2 separate regions of the Mus musculus genome follow, and region 2 is linked to region 1. A link is a contact called in public HiChIP or PLAC-seq data. All regions are on one chromosome and are shown on one strand. Each heading gives the region's core, a stretch centred on a gene start, on an enhancer-like site or on the middle of the called end of the contact. The rest is flanking DNA. Distances are from core to core; before and after follow the strand shown.

Region 1 (6,396 bases), core at 2,592-5,091:
CTATAAGAAAGCAGACTGAGTAAACCATGAGGAGCAACCCAGTAAGCAGCACTCATCCATGGCTTCTGCAACAGCTCCTGCCTCCAGGTTCCTGCCCAGTTTGAGTTCCTGTCATGACTTACTTCAATGATGAGCAGTGATATGGAAGTGTAAGCTGAATAAGCCATTTCCAGGGAGGTGTTTTTGATCAAGGTGTTCTGTCATACAGTTAGAAACCCTAAGACACACAGCAAATAAAAAATTTTAAACTAAATAAAGCTGTCATGGCAGTGTGGGCCTGTGATTTCTGGGAAGTCAGGGGCAGGCAGATCTTTGTGAGTTCTAGGGCTATATCAAGAGACCCTGTCAGAGACAAACTGAAAATGTAGAAAGCAAGAAAGGAGGATGCCCTGCCTCTAGCCTGTACATACAGCACACACAGACACCTCCACAGAAGCACACATGTGTAAACCAAACCAACCAAACACCAAAGAAACAAAAACCCCACGAAGAAGAACAACAAAAATTAATAAGCACCTTTTGTTTTGTTTTGTTTTGTTTTGTTTTGTTGAGACAGGGTTTCTCTGTGTAGCCCTGGATGTCCTGGAACTCACTCTGTAGACCAGGCTGGTCTCGAATTCAGAAATCTGCCTGCCTCTGCCTCCCAAGTGCTAGGGTTAAAGGTGTGCGCCACCACCGCCCAGCATAAGCACCTTTTTTGAGACTAGGTCTCACCATGAGCACCAGGCTGGCCTCTAACTCACAGAGATCTGCTTGTCTCTGCCTCCAGAGTATGGGAGTACCACACTTGACAAATTAATTTTTATGAACTTAAACAATGTTCCTTGATTCATTTTTTTTGTTTCTGCTTGTTCATTTGTTTTTGTGCGTAAGTTTTCCTTTTCTTTTCAGAGCCGATGACTGAATCCGGGTCCTTGTACCTGCTAGGCAATTGCTCTGTCACTGAGCTAAACTTCCACCTCTTGATAGACATTTCAGTTCAGATGAAAGTCAGACAACTGACAAATGTGTGAAGGCATGCTGTGGGGGTTTGAATAGGCTTGGCCCCTATAGACTCATGTATTTGAATGCTCGGTCATAGTGAGTGGCACTATCAGGAGGTGTGGCCTTGTTGGAGGAAGTATGTCACTGTGGGGGTGGGGGTTTTGAGGTTATATATGCTCAAGCTCAGCCCAGTGTGGAAGACAGTCTTTTTGCTGCCTTCAGATCAAGATGCAGAACTCTCCAGCTCCTCCAGCACCAGGTCTGCCTGAACCCTGCCATGCTTCCCACCATGATGATAATGGACTAAACCTCTGAAACTGTAAGCCAGCTCCAATTGCCTTGGTCATGGTGTCTCTTCACAACAATAAAACTCGAAGACACATACTTAATATACTGTATTATATGGAATCATTAAAATGACCATGGGCTACACACCCTCAAGAGAGGTGACAATTACTATCTGGTGATACAAAATGTTGCTGAGTGGAGCAGTGGGAATGAACAGTGTGCTGGGCAGGATCAGCCAGGCATTTGTTCAGCCACTCTGGAAAACTCTCTGGCATTATCTAGTACAGCCAGCCAGAGATACACTGTCTAGGTATACCTAGATACACTGTCACATCGATACCCAAGAGAGAAGCACAGCCTCATGCAACAGAGCATAAGGGAAGACAGAAGACTCGAAGCAGCGCTGTGCAAGACAGCCCCAATCTGAAAGTAGTCCAAATGTCCCTGAGCAGAATGAAATTATTGTATAGTCATGTACTGAAATATTATACAGCAGTGCCAGCGAGATGACTTAGCAGGTAAGAGAGCTTAGCACCCAGGCCTAGCAAAACTGAATTCCATCCCCAGGAACCACACGGTGGGAGGAGAGAAACAATTCCGTGGCATAGCCCTCTGACCTCCATGTCTACGCTGTGGCGTGGACAGCTGAATCCCCACATCATACATTCACATACTAATTATTAATTTTAAAAGAAAATGAGAAAGCACATTTTCATGTAATAGCATTGATGAACCTCACAAACATAGTGTGATAGATCATTTTAATTTTTTAAAATTATGTGTGTGTCTGTGTGGAAGTATGTATACATGAGTGCCCGGTACCTTCAGAAGTCAGAAGAGGGTGTCAGATCCCCTGGGACTGGAGTTCCTGGCAGTAGTGAGCAAACCACCCAGTGGGTGCTGAGGATTGAACTCTGGGCCTCTGCAAGATCCGTAATCACTCTCAATGGCCGAGCCTTCTCTCCAGTGCCCATAAACATTAGATTGAATGAAATGTGTGACTTTATTTACACAAACTTCCCATTTTTAAATATGTATTCTGATAATTAAGCACAAAGCAAAAAGAATGCAGGCACAGCCCTGCAGATCCGGGAGATGTATGATTTCCTGGGCAGTCAATGTCTGATTGAATAAGGGAGTGGCAAAGTCCTCTGTCTTTGTTTTTTGTTTGTTTGTTTAGTTTAGTTTTTCTAGACAGGGTTTCTCTGTAACAAAGCCCTGGCTGTCCTGGACTCGATTTATAGACTAGGCTGCTGCCCTTGAACTGACAGAGACCCACCTGTCTCTGCCTCTGCCTCTGCCTCTGCCTCTGCCTCTGCCTCTGCCTCCTCTGCCTCTGCCTCTGCCTCTGCCTCTGCCTCTGCCTCTGCCTCTGCCTCTGCCTCTGCCTCTGCCTCTGCCTCTGCCTCTGCCTCTGCCTCTGCCTCTGCCTCTGCCTCTGCCTCTGCCTCCCAAGGGCCACCAAGCCCCTCTCATTTCTTTAGTTTTTAAGATACAGAATCTACAGGTAGCACAGGTTGTCCTCAGACTCAAATCCTCTTGTCTCTGAAAACTGAGTGCTGGGATTAAAGGCATGCCAGACTTCTGGATACTTTTCTACGTATTCCATGATAAAAATTAAGTAGAGAGATGAGTTAGTGATTAAGTGTGCATGTTGCTCTTCCAGGGAACCCGGGTTCTGTTCCCCACACCTACATTGAGCTGCTCACAGTGACCTGCAACTCCAGTTCCAGGAAGATCCAACATGTGTGGTCTCTGAGGCCGCCTGCATCCACATGTACACGCGCGCCCATGTGTGTGTGTGTGACAGAGAGGGAAAGTCAGAGAAGGAAAGAAACAGAGGGAGAAAAGGGAGAGAGAGAGAGAGAGAGAGAGAGAGAGAGAGAGAGAGAGAGAGAGAGAGAGAGAGAGGAGGGAAGTGGAGGGAAGTGGAGGGAGTAAGTTTGAAACCATGAACTTTGCTCTTCTGGACACAAGAGGGGGTGCTAACCGGTGACCAGCTAAGGAAACCAGGTTTCCTAGCAACAGAGAAAAACATTGAGCAGGAAGTTTCTAAGATTCAGTCGATGGATTTCAGCTCTGCACCTGCTTGGGGCAAGGCTCGCTCCTGGCACCTGGAGCCTTCTGTTGAGTCTTGAGCGTCCTTGACCTTTTGTGGGAAAGTGGAGTACTCCTGAACACGAGGTCAGATCGGCAGGGCTGGGGTGCTGAGCCCTGGATCGCCTTTCTTCCCTGATCTTTTCCGTAGGACTCCAAACCCCCTGGTGTTTCCCTCAAATGAAGAGGCAATTAAGGCATGGGAAGGAGGGAGTTTGCCTGGAGCATGCTGAGACTTCAGGTTGTAAAAACAGAAAGATTTGGGTTGCAATGACCATTCTTAGGTTTGTTATTTTAACAGATAAGTATTGGGTAAATAAGTATTAGGCAAATCCTGTGGAATAGTAATAACACAGGAAGAATCCACTGTGAAGCGGCTGGGCTGGGGCTCCGTGGTAGAATGTGCGGGGCGTTGCTGCCCGGATCTTGGCTGGCCCTGTGGCACTAGCAGGAGGTGCTGAGACCTTTAAGAGGCGGGGCTTACCTGAATAGCTGTGAGATCATTGGGTGCACGTCCTCAAAGGGACTGGTTGGACCAGTCTTTGTGTGTGATAGACTTACTGGGGAGACACAACACACACACACACACACACACACACACACATCTGTTCTCTCAGAAAGGGAACCAGTCTTTGTGTGTGATAGACTTCCTGGGGAGACAAACACACACACACACACACACACACACACACACACACACACACACACACACACATCTGTTCTCTCAGAAAGGGAACCAACCCCATGACAGAACCAAGAAACATCCACACCAAGGTCCAACTTGGTTAAACTAGTGAGATTTTATTGGTCTGCTAACAGGAGTGTGGGTGAGGGGTTATTTACAGTACCAGGTGTGGCTCAAAAACAGCTGCATCACCAAAAAGCCCCAAACAGAGTGACGACTCACAAAAGCAGCAACCCTGAAGCGCTCTGTACACCATGCAGGCAGCTGACAGATCCAAGATATCTCCTCTCTGCAGCTGGGCTGCTCAGAGTCTGTTCCAACAGCTGTTTATTCCTTCTGGAAAGCTGGAGAAAGACCTTCCAGATTCTCGCAAGTTTCTGCTTTCCCAGAAGGTGACCTCTTGTTTACCTCCGTGATCTCCCAAGGGCCCCTGACCCTGGAAGGAAAGTTTGGATTCCGTGGACTCTGCCGCCCAGCTCCAGCCCTCTCCTGCCTCTCTTGCACTCACTCGGCAACCGGCCTCCTTTGGCTCCAGCTTCCATGTTTGTCCTCACCACAAACCCAAATGTCTGAAGCCATGAGCCAGAACGAAGCTTTCCTCTTTTTAATTTGGTTCTCTACAGAACTGTCAAAGAAGCAGAAATCTGGCTAACAAATGGAGAAAGAAATTGAGAAATGGATCACAGTTAAACTCCTGCACAGGGTACTCAGCACACACACCGTACAGTTCAGAGCAGCCTGCAACGCCAGCTACAGAGAGCCAAAGCACATTTCTGGCCTCTGAGGGGATCTTTTGGATGCCCACTGTTAGCATTCTGTCTAAGCTCTGCCCCACAGTTACCTGGATTGCCAGGTATGTCTGACACTCTATAAAGGGGGCTGCTTGCCCCCTCCTTTCTCTCTTGCTCTCTCTTGCTCTTGCCTTCCTGCTCCTGCTCAGTCCTCCTCATGGCCAGTCTCTACTCCCCTCCTCTCCTCCTCTCCCCTCCCCTCCCCTCTCTCTCTGCCTTTCTCCACCTCTACTACCCTAACTCCCTTCCCCATATCCTGAATAAACTCTTTTCTATACTATGGTGCTATAGCTGGTCCCTCAGGAGGAAGGGATGCCTCAGCATGGGCCCTGCGATGGCTCCTTCCCCCACACCTCACCACACAGCCATAAAACATATCCCCCCTCTTTATCTTTTAATAAACACATCACCACTACATGCATGTCTCCATTTCCCTACATGCTGATCTACATGTAATTAACAACAAAATAAGTCTGTAAGAGAAAGAGGAAAAAAATAACACCGGAGATGCATGGAGACTAAACAGGATGACATGCAAATGTCTTCCCCAATCCAATGTATAAAAGAAATATTTAAAACCATATTTTAATTTATTTTATATTTTGAGACAGCGTCTTACTTTGTAGCTCTGACTGGCTTGGGACACACTGTATAGACCAGGCTGGCCTTGAATTCACAAAGACCTGCCTGCTCTGTCTCCTGAGTGCTGGGATTAAAGGTATGCCCAACCTATCATCATTTTTATTCTTATTTTAAAAGCTTATTTTTTTAAAGGTATGAAGCTGTTTATTGTCTCTAATAACCAGATAAATTAATGTTAAAACTTTGGGGAGGGAGTAATTTCTCTAGCAAGTGAAGAAAACCACTTTAAATAAGAGCTTGCTGTTAGGGAGGAACTTACAATTGTGTTGGGGCCTCACTCTGAGAAAGCAGTCTGGCTGCCACTAGCAGGAGCCATAGAATGGCTCTCCTAGACAGTGTGGTGATGTGTACCTGTAATCCCAGCACTTGGTAGGTGTAGACAAGACGCAGAAGTTCAAGGCTACCCTTAGCATCAAATCAAGTTTGAAGTCCGTTGGACTTGCAGGCGATCCTATCTCCAGACGTCCTTCTGTGATCCAGCAACTGTGCTTCAGACATAATTGGAAATGTGGCAAAAGGTACACATGACAATATTGATGCCAGTTTTCTTTATGATGTCCCCTGACCTGAAGCAGAGAGGGAGTCAGAGAGAGAGAGAGAGACTGAGAGACAGAGACAGAGAGACAGAGATGTGGGACTCCAGAGTCAACTACCTTGGACCCATGGGGGCTCACAGACTAAACTATCAACCAAACAGCATGCAAGTGCTGAACCAGGACCCATACACATTTGTAGCAGAAATGCACCGAGGTCTTCATGCGGGTCCCCTAACAATCAGAGAGGAGGCTGTCTCTGGCTGTTGCCTACCACTGGATGTCCTTCCTGCTAATGGACTGCCTGGTTGGGTCTCAGTGGCACACCATGTGCTTAGGGCCTACTGGGACAGGATATCCCAGGGTGGGGTGGTAC
Region 2 (5,842 bases), core at 1,397-3,896, 41 kb before region 1:
GGCCTTGGAGAAGTCATTTTACAGGCAATTTCAGATGGAAAAGCTAGGTCCTGCCCTCCCAGACATCCTTGGGGTGTGTGTGTGTGTGTGTGTGTGTGTGTGTGTGTGTGTGTGTGTAAACAGCCAGACCCCTGGGGCTCACAGCAGGGGAGATTTCTTTTCTTTTCCTTCTACACTTATAGGGCATATGTATGTATCAGGTCTAACAAGTCACTGGGGCTTCTTCAAGAATCCCATGGTCTAATCCCAAGAACAATAAGGCATAGCAAAGGCTGGGTGTCATTGGCCAGCAGACACAGCACCCTGTCATATGTAGGGAGCTGCTGCCTTATCATTTTAACAAATGGGGAAACTGAGTCTCGGCTGTCTGACTGTTGTCTGTAGGGTGCACGTGCCTGCTGAGTCAGGGGTCTGGGTAGTAGTTCTGGAATGCAGGAAAGCTGTCAGTCAAGCCCAGCTGCTGTGCTGACTCCCCGGGGGCTGTCAGCTGTGCTCCATCCTGGTGGGAGGCTGTGAGTCACCCACACACTGGGCACTGACATCACCTGGGTGGAGCTAAGGTGGGGGGGGGGCTCCTTGACACCTCAGACAGGTCCACCCTGACTATGACATCTGCCCACTCGGAGGTACTGCTGTCAGGCTCCAGGTAAATATCCAAGCAGGTGCTTCAGGAGAGGCAGAGAGGGAAACTGAGGCACGGGGTGGGGGTGGGGGGAAGTGCCTCATGACAGAATCAGAAGAAGGGAAACCAAAGTTAGACGATTCCTTTGAGAAGGCACTTCCTGTGTGCCAGTCATTTAAGCCTTCAAGATGGCAGAAAACATTCAGACTGGTGGGGCTCTGACATGAGCATGTGTCAGCGCAGATGTGCTAGGATAGCCTGGGGACAACTTGTGATTGCATGTGGCTAGGAAGGGCCCCGGGGGTTTAGCAGTTTCTAAGGGGTTTCCAGGTGATTTTGTCTCTTGCTCATCTGAAGTGAGTACATTATGAGAATAAATAAGGTTGTTTGTTTGTTTGTTTGTTTGTTCTCATACCATATGGAGTGATGTCTGGAGTGTGCCCTCCACCCTCCCCACCACCAGACACGCACACATCAGGCTAACCTTTCTGATCGCTTTCTCATGCAGCAAAATTGACTGAATGCCTTCTACACATTGGTCCCTGTCCCAGATCCTAGAGCACGTGCTTAATGAGGAAATTTGCACCAGAAAATAACGTGTGGAGTGTGGAACAGCAGGGCAGACTGAGGCAGGCTGAGGCAGGCAGAGGCAGGCTGAGGCAGGCAGAGGCAGGCTGAGGCAGGCAGAGGCAGGCTGAAACAGGCTGAGGCAGGCTGAGGCAGGCTGAGGCAGGCTGAGGCAGGCTGAGGCAGGCTGAGGTAGGCTGAGGTAGGCTGAGGAGGAGCTAGCGTCCTAGCAGGCTGATCACAGCAGGCCCTTTGGGAAGGTAACATTTGAATAGAGACCTAAAGAGTGAAGAAAGAAGGCTTTCTAAGGGAAAGAGTTCTGAATAGAACAGCCAGTGCAAAGGTCCTGAGGTAGGTGCCTATCTGGGATAGCACTGGCTGAGGGAGAGAGGCTGTCATAGAGTTAAGGTCGGAACAAGAGGCATGGGGCAGATGGACTTCGAGAATGGGCTGTGCCCTGAGAACTGACAGTTATTCATAGTGGGTACGGAGCTAAATTGGCTGCCCAGTTGGACAGCAATGGGGGAGGGGCAGGGCAGAAGCCGGGGAAGAGAAGTGGTGGTGTAAGAACCACATGGTGACTGTGGAAGTGGATTGGGGGCAGGGGTGGGGCTTGGGGGACAACAGAGGCAGGCCTGTAGGACTTGCTTCACAGGTTGAGCACATGCTGAGCTTGAGCAAATAGTCATGGGTCGGGCCTGAGACTAGGATGAGCGGGGCCTTCTTTTCCAGGAAGCTCATGGCCCTGCCTTTTATCCCTGCTGGTCGGTACTCCCCTGGACAGTGGCAGCAAACATTTCCTGTCCTGTTGCTCAGGGTGACTGATGAGTGAGCACAACGCAGAGGTGGCAGCTGGGTGAGGTAACCCTTGGTTTCCTGCCTCTTGAGGACTGAGTTCCTACCCATCCTAGCCAGGCGGCTGCTCTCCTGACCTGCCTCCTTGCTTCCACCCAGTTCCCTCCCCAAGGGGAAGCACTGTATGGCTTTCAGCCCCTCTCCATGGTCCCTGAACTCCCTCGTCCTCTCCATACACCACTCCAGCCTTGGTATCCAGAAGCAGGGAACATGACAGCATCTTCTAACTTGCAGGGCAGGTCGGGACACATGGCTGGAACCTGAATCAGCCGCCTGGGCAAGGAGGAGGAACCCAAGACAAACCCTCAACTCCTCCCTTCCTGGAGTTTGTCACGACCTGGGGAGGTCCACCATGGTTGCCACTCGGGGCTTCAGGTTTTAGTGTGATCCTGGGGTCTGTGGGGGTGTGTTTGCCACCATCAGCCCCTCTTAGGATGCTGGGGGAAGAGGCAAGTCAGACAGGAAGGCCTGGGGGCTGATAGCACCACAGGAAGGAATGCCAATGCCACAGCACCAGGGTGAGCCAGCGGGGGCCCAGGGGCAACGTCATGGTTGCCCCGCCCTCTGCTGTCACGGTGCCATGGCCTCTCCTTCCCCAGCCCGGCCACATTCACAGTCAACACACAGCTCACCTTGCAGCTCACATGAGCCCAGGGACTCCAGGTAATGGGACATGGGACATGGGACTGGTCAAGCAGGGGTGGGGGTGGATCGGGGTGGTTTCAAGAGGATTGGGAGACATGGTTGATCTTTAGGCTCCCTGTGCTTCCTTGGTGGCCTGGGATGGAAGCCCAGCTCTGCACCTCCCTGGCTTGCTGAGGCCCCTCAGTGTCCGTTGTGGATGACATCGGGGCAGGATGGACCATTTGCCCCTCATATTTGTTTTGACACTTCCATAGCTTAGACAGTCCATGACCAGCGCTGACTCTTATCACTGGCTTGCTGTGGACTTTTAGAAATGCCTGGCCTCACTGGACCTCAGTTTCCCCATTTGGAAATGAAGGATTTGACTAAGTATCTAGAGGCTTTTCTCAGCCTGTTGTGGTGGAAGCCAGAAGCTTAGGGAATGCAAAGGGTCTCAGCCTCGGCCTCTGGCTCAGATCAGGTAAAGCCACCTTCCTCCCTCATAGCCTCTCATCACGAGGGATGGCCCCAGGGGAGAGGGTGCTGGCAGACCCCAGGGAACCACACTCAGCCCTCTTGGGGGTTACTTCTCCCTATGACAGCCATCCTCATCCGGTGGTTTCTGCTCAGAGTATCCTGGTCCTCAAGCCCCCAACAGGTCTTTTAAAGGGGACAGAATGGTGCTATTGTCCTCTTTAGTTCTGTTTAAAACTGCCCTAGATAATCCAGGGCCCTACCTAGAGGTAGGAGCATGTGTTAGGGGAGGCATGGTGAAAATAATGTGTGTGGTGGTGGTGGTGGTGGTGGTAGTGGTGGAGTTGTGGGGGGGGGACACCCTGTTTTGGTCAAGGAAACAGATCTGTAGAGAGTGGGACCAGAACTCTGGGTGATGTGGCCTCTGCCACACTAGCCCATCTGGCTCTAACATTCTCCTGAAGCTGCTTTCTCAGCCACGTCTGTTCTCCCCCACCTGTGTGTGTGTGTGTGTGTGTGTGAGACTCTTCCTCTGTCTTTCTGTCTCTCTCTGTCCCTCTCTCTCTGAAACAGCTTTGTTGAACCAGACATGACAACATATACCTGTAACCCCAGCACTTGGGAGATGGGGTCAGGAGAATCAGGAGTTCAAAGTCACCCTCAACTATACAATAAGTTCAAGGCCAGCCTGGGCTACATGAAAGCCTGTCTCACCTGCCTCCTTTATTGACAGATGGGCTTTGTCTGCTGTAATCGTTCCCTCTTTACAAGGACAATTCAGAGGTTTCCCATAGACTCACTGAATTATACAACCTTGGCTATCAAATTCAAAACACTTCTCATCCCAGGATAGGGCTGGTCCTGTACAACGGGCACTTCCCCCTCAGGAACTAGTTGCTTTGACCCCATGGATATAGCTAGGCATTTCGGAGCCTGTAAAAGAAAAAAATGTGTCTGTTTGTTTAATATGTGTGTGTGTGGAATACATGTGTACATTGTGCATGCTATGACACAAATGTGGAGATGAGAGGACAACTTTTTTTTTTTCTTTCTCAAGACAGGGTTTCTCTGGGTAGTCCTGGCTGTCTTGGAACTCACTCTGTAGACCAGGCTGGCCTCGAACTCAGAAATCCGCCTGCCTCTGCCTCCCGAGTGCTGGGATTAAAGGTGTGTGCCACCAACTTTTGAGAGCTAGTTCTCGCCTTCTGCTATGTGAATGATGGGAAACTGAACTCAGGAGGTCAGGTTTGGTGTCACGTTTACCCTCTGATCTCCCTCACCATCCCTGGCTGGGCAATCTGTGTGTGTGCAGTATTTAGTCCCTTCTGACTTGGATGCTCATCCACATGACATTAGATCGCCCTGCCTTCCCCTGCATGGCTGTGCATCCATTGGCCAGTTGACAGAGACTTCTGTTGTTTCCACCGTCGGGCTATTTTCAATGATGCTGCCACAGTTGTTCAGGCACTGGTCCCTGTGTACCTATGGGTTTTCACTTCTTTTTAAACTTTCTTTCTAAGTTATACTTACTTAGTGTGGGAGGTGGGTATGTTTGTGTGCATGTGCACATACTATGGTGCATGTGTAGAGGTGAGAGTACAACTTGTTGGAGTTGGTTCTCTCCTGTTGTTAAGTCCTGGGGATTGAACTCTGGTTGTCAGGCTTGGTGGCAAGCACCTTTACCCATTGAGCAGCCCAGAATTCAATTCTTTTTTTTTTTTCCTGGCTTTTCAAGACAGGGTTTCTCTGTATAGCCCTGGCTGTCCTGGAACTCACTCTGTAGACCAGGCTGGCCTCGAACTCAGAAATCCACCTGCCTCTGCCTCCCAAGTGCTGGGATTAAAGGTGTGTGCCACCACCACCGCCCGGCTCAATTCTTTTGAGTATATACCTAGCAGTGAAGTCCAGGATCAGCTGGTAACTATGATTAGCATTTTGAGGAACTGCAAACCTGTTCTCCAGGACAGGCTACACAATCTTACCTTGCTGCCATGGCTCTAAGGACACCTCTGGTGTCTTCTCATTCCTGTCAACACTTGTTCCCTTCTGTCTCATTTTAACCGTGCTAGTGGGGGTGAAGTGGAATCTCATTGTGGTTTTGATTTGTGTTTCACAAATGAATGATGGTGTGGAGATCGATTGGCCATGTGTACGAGAAACTTGTATTCATATCCTTGGCCCTCTTTTAAACTGGGCTAGATGTCATTTTACTATAACACACACACACACACACACACACACACACACACACACACACACACACACACCAGCAATAACACAAACCAGCCTTTGCTCTTCAGGCATCCAGAGCAAACGCTAGTCCAGGCCTGAAGACAGAACAGCCACCTCCAGATCAGCCACTCGATGAAAACTCAGCACTCAGTGTGCTGTGCCGGTGAGCCGCTGGCTAGGCACAAATGCGTTTTCAATTTACCTTCAACCTATAGCGTGCTATCAGGAACTGATCCCACTGTAAGCTGGTAACCATCAGGGTCTATACATTAGGTGCTGTGCACTGGTGTCCTGAGGCCTGGTATCCACAGGGAGTGACACAGGGAGTGAAGTTGGCCACTGGGGGTGGGGGGAGCCACTTTTTTTTTTTTTGCACTCTTCTCATTATTGATCCAATAACCAGTTTGGCACAGGTGAGAGCTGAGTGTCCTCAATGGGAATGAGGCTGGCAGAGGACGTGGGAGAACA

Evidence for each region. HiChIP or PLAC-seq counts read pairs in DNA pulled down with a chosen protein or histone mark.
Region 2: an H3K27ac HiChIP or PLAC-seq map of embryonic stem cells shows a contact between it and region 1, with 35 read pairs. The contact joins the promoter of Tmem40 here to the enhancer-like site in region 1. A contact is called at or near these places in 3 of 39 promoter capture datasets (cranial neural crest, embryonic stem cells and neural stem cells), 18 of 484 Hi-C or Micro-C datasets (B cells, the C10 cell line, CD4 T cells and 12 more), 17 of 115 datasets of contacts at active chromatin or transcription factors (the HPC-7 cell line, T-cell acute lymphoblastic leukemia, bone marrow-derived macrophages and 9 more) and 3 of 9 other capture datasets (adipose tissue, liver and pancreatic islet).

The regions. Positions count from the first base shown.
Region 1 is chr6:115,715,321-115,721,716 of GRCm38.p6, reverse strand. No RefSeq gene overlaps it. Among named protein-coding and RNA genes, the nearest start is that of Gm24008, 5.3 kb to the left of the region's middle. Within about 2 kb of position 3,841, at least 261 of the 459 cell types and tissues checked have an H3K27ac peak or open chromatin away from gene starts, as enhancers often do. A contact at or near this core is called in B cells, DN3 thymocytes, T-cell acute lymphoblastic leukemia and 14 more, where this site is marked.
Region 2 is chr6:115,755,803-115,761,644 of GRCm38.p6, reverse strand. It overlaps Tmem40 (transmembrane protein 40), which reads left to right and starts at 2,646. Exons shown (of 12, transcript NM_144805.2): 1 at 2,646-2,707.